2 separate regions of the Sus scrofa genome follow, and region 1 is linked to region 2. The links are chromatin contacts, called in public HiChIP or PLAC-seq maps. All regions are on one chromosome and are shown on one strand. The core of a region is the stretch at or near the end of the contact, and the rest is flanking DNA. Distances in the headings are between cores, read along the strand shown.

Evidence for each region. HiChIP or PLAC-seq counts read pairs in DNA pulled down with a chosen protein or histone mark.
Region 1: an H3K27ac HiChIP or PLAC-seq map of alveolar macrophages shows a contact between it and region 2. The contact joins two enhancer-like sites. A contact is called at or near these places in 1 of 5 promoter capture datasets (fetal liver) and 1 of 2 datasets of contacts at active chromatin or transcription factors (alveolar macrophages).

Annotation. Positions count from the first base shown.
Region 1 is chr10:21,565,699-21,570,660 of Sscrofa11.1, forward strand. It overlaps PTPRC (receptor-type tyrosine-protein phosphatase C), which reads left to right. Exons shown (of 36, transcript XM_003130596.6): 18 at 91-151. Among named protein-coding and RNA genes, the nearest start is that of PTPRC, 85 kb to the left of the region's middle. Within about 2 kb of position 3,648, at least 1 of the 83 cell types and tissues checked has an H3K27ac peak or open chromatin away from gene starts, as enhancers often do. A contact at or near this core is called in alveolar macrophages, where this site is marked.
Region 2 is chr10:20,968,640-20,974,205 of Sscrofa11.1, forward strand. All of the region lies in intron 1 of NEK7 (serine/threonine-protein kinase Nek7), which reads left to right. Among named protein-coding and RNA genes, the nearest start is that of NEK7, 4.8 kb to the left of the region's middle. Within about 2 kb of position 3,227, at least 7 of the 83 cell types and tissues checked have an H3K27ac peak or open chromatin away from gene starts, as enhancers often do. A contact at or near this core is called in alveolar macrophages, where this site is marked.

The sequences.
Region 1 (4,962 bases), core at 2,398-4,897, 600 kb after region 2:
TAAACAGCAATGTATAGGAAATAGTGTATGTGTTATGCTGTTATGAATTTACATTAGAAAATGATTTTCTCCTTGATTATTGAAATTCAGGTCTATTACAAGAATGGACAATTTCATGGTGCTCCGGAGTCTGCCTCACATTCAACTTCTTGTAAGTCCTTACTCAGCTATTTATTCTACTTATATTAATTAATTAATTTTTTTATTATAATGATTTTTGTTTTTTCTGTTATCGTTGGTTTAGGGCGTTCTGTCAATTTTCCACTGTACAGCAAGGCGACCCAGTTACACATACAAGTATACATTCTTTTTTCTCACATTATCATCCTCCATCATAAGTGACCATTTATAGTTCCCAGGGCTACACAGCAGGATCTCAGTGCTTATCCATTCCAAAGGCAATAGTCTGCATCCATCAGCCCCAGAGTCCCAATCCATCCCATTCTCTCCTCCTCCCCCTATTTATTATACTTACATTAAATATATTTTAGCAATTGCAAAGCTTTCTTATTTTACATTTATACTCAAGTTTGAATATTACATGTTTAAATTTCCATTAACATTATATTTCAAGTTGTCTGGTCAAACCTCTGTATGGGTGAATGTCCTATTAAAATAGGGCCTCTGAAGTTCAAATTAAGAAACTCAATTATTCGAAGATTGATCATTTCATCAAACACCTCCAAAAGGATTTATCTGCAGAGGCTAACACTACAGCTATGTTTAGGATATTTCTTCCTGTTTGTTTCAAGCATGTTGGTTTCGTGTGCTCTGTTAGAAATTATGTCCTTGTCTTGTGCCATCTCTCAACTGTACACCTGACACAAGTAGGTACCTACAAATCTGTGCTGATTTATCCAAGGAAAGCTGGGATGGTCATTCCCTCGTGGCAATCAGGGTATTTAATTTTTTTGTCATGACTATTTAGGCTGTTTTAACCAAAATAAAGGTGCATATAGGAAAAAAACACTTAAATTAAAATGCCATTATAATAATGAAAATGCTAGCTGCATGTCACCACTCCCACCTGGTGTTCTGGTCTCTAGAACGAGCAATTTTCTGATTTCAGATCTCCTTACAGTTTCCTTCATATATAGAGAGAGACGATATTGTCAGCTGCTCTTTCAGAGTTACTAACGTTGCCTACTGATTGATTGATTTGAGGCTGTGAAGGAAGAAGACAACACAGTGCTTTACATTTTCCCTACTTGTTTGCTTTGTAAAGAAAATAAGATAAAATTCCATTCAAAGCTCCAAGTGCAGTGTTATCAAGCTCAGGCTCTTTCCAACCATCCCTGCCCCTTCTCCGTCTTTGTCAACTACCCACATACGCACATGCCTAGTCGCTCATGCTTTACTTTCCAAAATCTTTCCAAAGAGGAAGATACAAAATCAGCTTATTTTCCAAACCTCTATACCAAGTCCCATATAAAGTTCTTTCTGTTCAGATTGCTAAAATAAAAGCCCCTAATGTGAGATGCCAGACAAAACCAGCCAGATCTCTTCACTTTCATTTCTTTTATGATTCCTTTTTAATAACAACAGCTTCATTGAGGTTTTCTGATGAGGTCAATAATTTATAGCAGCAGCACTGACTCTTGGGGTCATAGGCTCTGCTGGACATTTCAGACTCTCATTTTACTTAATAGGAAGGCTGGCACCTTTTCATGCAGAGAGACACAGAGCAGGAAACACACCCAGTGAGGGGATCTGGCCACGGGAATGTGGGTAGCGGTACCCACGACTGGCCAGGGACTGTGTCCTTTTTGACCCTCTAGGAGGCAACAGAGATGTAAAATGGATCATGTGTGTGGGTGCCGGAGTCGCTGGCTTAGGAGCCCCATGTTAAGAAAGGAAATCAGTATCTCTTAAAATAATTCCAGATGTGCCAACAGGGATGTGCCCAGTGACAAAATGTGCCCTGGGCTAGTGCACTCAGGAGACACAAAGCCAGGACTTCCATTGTTCACCATCGTTCATATGCAACCATCCTAGTCCACATGCCCTTTAGAAACCAGCCATCACATTTACATTAGCGTTGTTGCCAGGTAACAGCTACTATTCCATCTTTATCACATTCCCACTTCAGTGGGGCCAGAGGGTTATTCCAGGCTCCTTTTTTTTTTTTTTCCCCATGAAGCCGAAAAAGGTATCATTAACTCTTCGTTCACAAGAGCATTTTCATAAGAGCTGAATAATGTAGTTATGTGTTAATAGTGACATCTGCTCCAGCAAAGGTCTTGGGGTGCAAGTTGCAAAAACAGAGCTGCTAGAAATGTATGTCTGAGTTCCCTGGCATCACATCCTGTTGCCTGGATCTTGACAACTTTCCCAGCTGAGCTTCCTGTTCTCGTTCGGGACTTTCTAGAGGTACAACTCGCATGCCATCATAAAATTTTTCTGCATCGGTTTCCTGTCTTAGGATTGATGCATTTGAATCTCATGCATTTTTAATTTTAATTTTAACTTTTGCTTTTTAGGGCCACACCTATGGCATATAGAAGTTCCCAGGCTAGGGGACGAATCAGAGCCACAGCCACAGCCACGTGGGATCTGAGCTGCATCTGTGACCTTTACCACAGCTCACCGCAAGCCCGGCTCCTTGACCCACTGAGCAAGGCGAGGGAATGAACCTGCATCTTTGTGGATACTAGTCAGGTTAGTTTCCACTGCACCACAGTGGGAACTCCTCATGCAGTTTTAAAAATCTTACTGGTTTGTATCTTCTAGTGTAAGAAGAAAATATCCTAATGATTGCATGCATGAAAATATCTTTATTCTGTTCTGACACTTAATCAACATTTTGCCCTGGCGTAGACTCCACATTTAAAAATCTAGAATTTAAAAATCATGTCTGCTCTGTTCCCCTGCATCTAGAATTACATTCTAGATGCAATTTGCTACCTGTTTCTCATTCTTATGTTCCTTCATTTCCTCTTCTCCCTGGAGATTTTAGGCTTTCCTCTTTATTCTTGGTCTAATGTGGGTCATTTTCACTTATTCTTTTGGATGCTGCCATTGGCCTTCATGACCTGGAGGCTTATAGCTATGAGAAATTTTCTTTGCTCTGCTCTTTTTTTTGCAGTCTTTTTGGAATTTGCATGAGTCATATTTAGGAATCCTACACTGATGTGTTCTTTGGTACTTATCATCATTTGGTGCATTTATTTATTTGCAAAATGTCTAGTACGTGTTGGCCTTCTCTTTGTCTCTTGATAGATATAAATAGATAGATAGGTAGATAGATAGATAGATAGATAGATAGATAGATAGATAGATAGATAGATAGACAGACAGACAGACAGACAGACAGACAGATAGATAGACAGATAGATAGATAGATAAAAACATACATAGACACACGCAGGACACATACAGACATCCTACAATACCATCTAAAGAACAAATCATTGCCACTTCATAGATGAGGAAAGGTGAACTCAGATCATTTAATTGGTCCGCCCTGTGTTGAGTCAAAAAAATGGCAGAGCCACGATTCAAACTTAAATCTGGCATCAGAAAATCTTCACGTGAAGCTACTTTTCTATGTTCCTGATTTTATGAATTCCCAGTGAGAGATGTTCTGAGCATGAGACACACTATTTGGGCAGCCCATGGCCTGGATGAGTCATTTCTATGTTTTCGATTGCAGGAGAAATCTCTTGTGCTCAGGAAGATTTCCACGGACTGCAGAGAAAATAGGTTCCCCTTATGTTCTTACCATTCTACTTTATTTTTTCATAAATCTAAGGAAAACACGTAATAATTTGATGTGTTCGTTTACCTGTATAGCTTTTGTTCCCCCCCACCCCCAGATAAGGAAAATCCCCTCAGAACTGGTACCTTTTTATGCCATATTTTCTTTTGTACCCAGAGACCATCCCAGTTGTAAGACACTTGGCATTTGCTCAGTAACAATGGGATGAATAAGGGGTATGAATGCACGAAGCCAGTGTTGGGTGCTGGGATGCATAAACCCTCAGGTCCCGGTGATGTAGCAGAATGGACATTTCTTACTCCACAGCATTGCAGGATGTTTGTATGCCTGTAGAGACGGGGTTCTGCTCCACACCCTCATTCAGAACCCCAGGCAGACACAAGGCTGCCCTCTCCCATATGTGACTTCTGATTTTGAGATGGCCAGCAACATCCAGCCAGCAGTTTGGAGAAGAGAGGTGTGTAGAGTCTCTCCAGAGGGTGTAAGCACCACACCTGGGACCACTTCTACCCTTATCTCAGTTATCTGGACACACTGAGCAGCAAGGAGAGCTGGTCCAGGTCTGCCAGGGGAAGGGAGGGAGGAGGTGAGGAAGGGAGGATGCTGGTTGTCTCAGAGGCAGCAAACGGTATGGACTGTCCCTAGACAAAACTGCAAGGGAGGCAATATTTTGTATTCGTTTTCCCTCTAACAAATTACTGAAACCCAGCAGCCTAATACCACACCAGTTATTAGCTCACAGTTTCGTCGGTCAGAATTCCGGCTCCCTGTGACCGGCTCTTCCACTCAGGGTATCACACAGCTGAAATCCAAGTGTCAGCCATGATGAGTGTTTATCTGGAGAACATGCAGAAAAATGCTTCCAGGGTCATTCCAGGTTGCCAGAGTCCTGTTTCTTGATGTTGTTGGACCAATGACTTGATTTCCTGGATGGGCTGTGGGCCAGGGTTTGCACTCAGCTCCTAGAGGCCCACATGGCCTCCTCCCTCTTCCCACCACAGCAGCGTGTGGAATCCTTCTGGTGCTTCGGATCTCAGGCTCCTGCTTTTAGGGACACTTGATGAGGTTGGGCTCACCCAGAACAATCTCTATGGATTAAAATCTCACTGACAGGAGACTCAGATTCTCTCTGCACAGCCTCACAGCCACAGTACCTAGATTAGTGTTGGATTAAATAAGTGGGACCTGGGAAGCTTGGGCACCACCTTGGAATTCTGCTCACTGCATTTTTCCTGAAGAATACC
Region 2 (5,566 bases), core at 1,977-4,476:
CGGCTGGAGATACCGCCCTCGAGCGGGAGGCCACGCCCCCGAAGACTGACGGCCTCCACAGCCAGTGGGCGGCGAGGACGGCACGGCTCCTGCTGGGGGGCGGGCACTTCCTCTGGCGCCCCGGGCTCGCGGGAGGGTGCTGAGGTTCTGGAGGTGGAGTGGGCTGGGGTGGGTGAGAGGTGGATGGGCAGAATAAGGAGGGGGTCTTGTGAGATAAACACGCACAGTGAGCGGGGAGCTTGTGAGAGCAACACGTAAAGTGAGGAGTGGGCTTGTGAGATAAGCGGGCAAAGTGAGGGGGGCTTGTGGGATGAACACGCAAAATGAGGGGAGCATGTGAGATAAAATGAGGGGGAGCTTATGGGATAAACACATAAAATGGAGGGGCGGGTCCCTCGGACCCCTCGTGCTCCTCTCCTTTCAAGGTTCAGCCGAACCTCTGTGCTCACTCGATACCTGTGTGGCTGATGGGGGTTTTTCTCTAAAACTATCTGAAAATGAAAACTAAGAAATAGCAGGATCCAAATCGTTAATCGTTTTTACAGTTACTTGAGACTCTTTCACTGTGATTATTATTTTTTTTTTGTAATTAAGAAAGTCAAGACCGTCCCTTGGGTGCAGACCGACTCATTTCATGCTCTTAAGTGCCCCTGCGGGTTTATGTATTTGGATCATACCTGCAGCGCCCTCCACTCCTCTTCCCACTTACACATTTTCCTGGCTGGACAATTTCAAGAGCTCTTTTCCAGCCCAATAAAACAGCACGTACTCCAAGAATGAGGAAAGCACGTCTGGTATGATGGCAGCGGACTAGAGGAGTGGGGGAGGGGAGAGCTGAGGCCCCGGTGTTAACACCCGAATAATAAATCTCAGTATTGTAGTTTGACACGACCAGAGTGCAGTTGCAGTTTGTGGACCGAAGTATTTAACCTCAGACTCCTCTCCCTTCATCTTTCTGATGGTTGCAATTGTCAGTTTGGGTTTATTGCAGACATTTAAATGTTTTCTTCTTGACCTTTGCGCATTTATTGAAGTGTAGATTTCTCTCGTAGATTTCTTTCTTTCTTACTTATTTTTCCACTTAACTACGTGGTTTGAGATGTCATTAGACTTGGACTTCTGCTCTGTTTGGAGGACAGAAAACTGTTTTCCTAGGAACTGTCTGATGTTTTAAAATGTATCTTTCTGGTATTACTAATGTAGCCACCATTCAGGGTATCTGGAGAGAAGAGAATAATGATTACTTAATGCAGTTTTGGAAAAGAAGTTGCTTAATTAGATGTTAAGTGCCAAAGTTCCTTTCAGGTTTTGTTCCCTTTGATTTTTTTTTTTTTAAAGTAGACTTTGGTATTTAAAAAAATGTGCAGTGCAGCTGCACAAAGCAGTTCTCTGTTCACATTCCTGGTTTCATTCAAATTAAAATATTTGTCCCTTCAAATATTTGCCCAAGAGTTCTGTTGAGTAGGCATTTCAGTACATCATATATAAAACGTGGCAGCAAACTTAGTATATAAACTAAAGGTGTTTTGGAAATGACATTTATGATTACTGTTTGCTCTGAATTGCCTTATCAGCAATTTTTCTCAGCCTTTCTATAAATGTATGGCAAAATGTTTTAAAAAGAATTTCTTCATACTTTTGAATGTTTCAATTTAATTCCTTCTGCCTTCATTTTTGTAGGAAACATAATGGCAATCAAATGTATTTATTTGCAGGACATAATGGCTGTTGACATTTTAAAACATACACGGAACTAATGTAGAACCATATTATTCTTAGAGTTAAAAAACTTCTAAACTGCTGATTCCTCTTGGTGATTAATAGTTGGATATCCCTTTGTAGCCTTTGTATTATATATCTTTACAAATTTTTTTTTTTTTTGGTAAGGAAAACAGAGAATGTATTTCATGGTTTTTGGTGAGCAGTGGGAATGAGAAAGATGGTTAGATGGTCTTGAAGCATTCTTTCGCTTTTGTGGCGCAGGATAACCTCTTTATTTAACCTTTGTGAAAATAACACCTCTGTCATACTTTTTATATAATGAGCTTATACAGTGAGCTATGTTGTCATAGCTGTCCAGAGTGTTAATCGGCATAGTTAATCGGCATAATTATACATAAATGAATGGAACTTAATTGGTCTGTCAAGTTTTAGAAATACATGTTTTTTGTTAGTGGAAATAGACTTTTCTATACATCTTGCCACTGATAATAGATTATCTTCTATTGATAGTCAGTGTAAGTAATTAAAGGAAACTTTTTCATTGTAGGTTGCTTTTGTATAGAACAGGGGTTTACAGACTTTCTCTCCAAAGGACCAGAGTATGTATTTCTGGCTTTGGGAACCATATGGTCTCTGTCACAGCTGCCTTGTAGCCATGGATATACCTGAACAGGTGGGTGGTGGGTGTGGCTGTGCTTTAGTAAAACTTTATTTATACAGTCAGGCTGGGGGGCCCATCCTGCTCTGTCTGGAAGGTCCTTCCAAAGATCTGAATATGATTCTAGCATTGCTGTTTGGGTCGATATGGACTTTGCACAGCAGAGTTTTATATAGCCTTTTCTGGTCCTTTGGTCCCTGTGACAATAAGGCCTAGTTATTCATGGCCAAATTTTGTGTTTAGAGACCTTATAAAAATAATAACAGCCTCTTTTAGATTTAGTCACCTTTTCGGGGCTATCATTCTTCGCCTTTTGGGGGTTCCCATGCCCATCCAGTGATGTCGAATGAACAAGCCCCTCTCTCTGGCTTCCTTCTGGTTACTAAACCAAGATGGACTCTGATGTCAGACATTTATCTTTGCTTGACTGACTGATAACACCGGTAGGAATGTGTTTTAAATGTGTTTCTTTAGCAGTTTTTATTCTAAGTCGACCGAAATGACTGCCGTTGTTGCTTTTAGAAAGAATTTCTGGTATGAACAAGAGGGTGCACAGATTTTTTTTTCCTTTTAGAACTGTTGAGTCTTTTATAAAAGACTTTGTTTCCAGTAAAGAGAAAAAAAAATTGTCTAGAAAGGGTGGTGCTTGTGAGGTACCTCACTCTTCTTGACTTTCAGTAGAATGAGCTGACTTGGGTGCAGCTACCGCGAAGCCGAACGATGGAGTGGAAAATGCAACAGTTTTGAGCCAACCCAGTGGGATTTGCCCAGCCCCACCCCGCCCAGGAGTGGGTCCTGGGTGGGCGAAATATTGAGTCCTCAGGGCTCCGGAGCTTCCGGGTTAGTTGTCATCAGCCTTTTCTCTTCATGTGACCTTGTTGCACAAACATGACCATTTTCTTTAGGTCCCATGCCATGAGAAGGACCAGGGCGCAGCTTTCTCTCCTGCTCTGGGACCTGGGTTGAGTTCCTGCATTTGTTTGGACCATGGTTTTCTTAGAAGCTCAGGTCACATTGCTTTGTGGAGTGAATGAAAATATCTTTGGAGAAGTATGGTGGGAGGCTCAGTGAGCGTTAGTTTCATTTCATCTATTTCTCTATTCTTAGGACTGGCGGTGGTGGGAAGCAAATCTCTTCTCAGTTTCTTCTGATGACAGGCCCTGCTGCCCGCCTTCCTCAGCCCAGCTTGGTCTGAGCAGGCTCCTGCCCAGCTCCAGCTCTGCTGTCCTTTCTCCTTTCTCTGCCTTAATTCTCCTTGCCTTTTGCCCTGTGATTTCCATATTCATGGTTTAGTGATTCCCAATCTGTGTTAATATTTGTATTACCTTTTTTTTGGGGGGGGGTGTCAGTAATTCCTGGTTCCTCAGGTAGAAAAAGCCACAAGAGACGTAGGGGTTATATTTTGGACAACCACAGAAGGAGAGAGTTGCAGAAATATTCTCAAATACTGACTCAAAAAATGGAAAAATTTAGAATATTCTTTCTAGTGTGTTTCCAATTCTGTTTTTTTTTTTTTTTAAATTCTCATATTTACCTGGCTGATTACTGTAATTTCTGTTGTGGTTGCAACTGTAACAAAGGCACATATTCTCTATCATATTATAATTGGGAAAATTGAAAAGGTAGACATGTGTTTGAAAAATTGTTAGGCATCTAAAAGGAAAGGAGTTGGAAATCTGCCTTTGCCTTGTTTACCTAACTGCGGGACCTTATGGTAAAATGATGTGATCTGTTTGCATGTGGGCATAAAGACACCAGAACTGGATGATAGGTAGTTTATTTTAAGCAGAGAGCATGTCATTATTTCACATAGTTTACGTCTAGGCATGGTTTACTATTCAACGAATACAGATACATTGAAAGCTATTTATACAAGAAGAATGCTTATTAATGGATTGATTTTATAGCAATAAATTAATATTTCATTCTCATTTCTTGGTAATCTACAAACTCACTTTTTTTTTTTAGAGTCTTTGGTATTAAAACACATTTAGAATAGCATAGTGACAGGTGAGGCATTCAGTGAAAACTGGCTTTTTTTTTTTTTAACATTTTCAGTATGTGAAGTCAAGTTTTAATGAAGTTTTTACATTTAGTTTTTGGTTATTGAATGGCATATTGTTTTCCACTTCACTTTGTCATTTTATGACTAAGTGTTTAACATATCAGCTGTTGGAGTTCCCATTGTGGCTCAGCGGTAATGAACCCAACTAGTATCTAAGATGATGTGGGTTCAATCCCTGGTCTTGCTCAGTGGGTTAAGGATCCATTGTTGCCATCAGCTGTGGTGTAGGTTGCAGACACGGCTCTGATCCTGCATGGCTCTGGCCATGGCCAGCAGCTGTAGCTCTAATTCCACCCCTAGCCTGGGAACTTCCATATGACACACCTGGGGCCCTAAAAAGACCAAAAAAAAAAAAAAAAAAAAAATCAACTGTTGATACTGAGTGGTAGTTTATCAGGCAGTTCTCCCACTACTCTTCTAATCATTCCTTCTCCTTTTTAAGCGGGAAGGACTTTATTCAACTGCATTTAATAGTATTTGATAGTTGGGAGGAAGTCTGAGCTTCTAGCAAAGTGTCCCAGTAGCCAGCCACCAAGGGAGTTGCTGTCTCTTTCGTGATCAGAGAGCCGCCAGCCTGGGACCACACAGCACTGCCCTGACCACAGCACAGCCCATGGAGGAAGATGCTGCTGTTCTGGGTGCCCCAGAACCATACCTGGACTGCTGTGGGCCCAGGTGGTGGGTACTTGGGCTCTGGCACATTACATCTTCTGGATGAGTTTCCTAGGGTTGCCTCAGCAAATCACCATACAGCAGGAGGCTTAAAACAACAGAAGTGTACTCTTTCACAGCATCACGTTGTCCCCAGGGCTGTGCTCTCTGCAGGCTCTAGGGTGAGTGTGCCCTGCCTTCTCCGAGCTTCTGTGTTGGCACCATCCTTGACGTTCCTTGGCTGGCAGACCCATCACTTGGGTCTTTGCTCTGTCACGTGGGTCCCCTTCTTCCTGTGTCTCCTTCACTTCTAAGGACACCTCTTACAGTCAGGGTCACCTGATGACCTCATCGGTACCTCTAATCACTCTCACACTTAAAATTTAACAAGTAAAGCCTATACTCTTCCCCCCCCAGATTCTTTACTGCACAAAAACTTTGATTTTTTAATTCGAGCAGAATATTTCAAG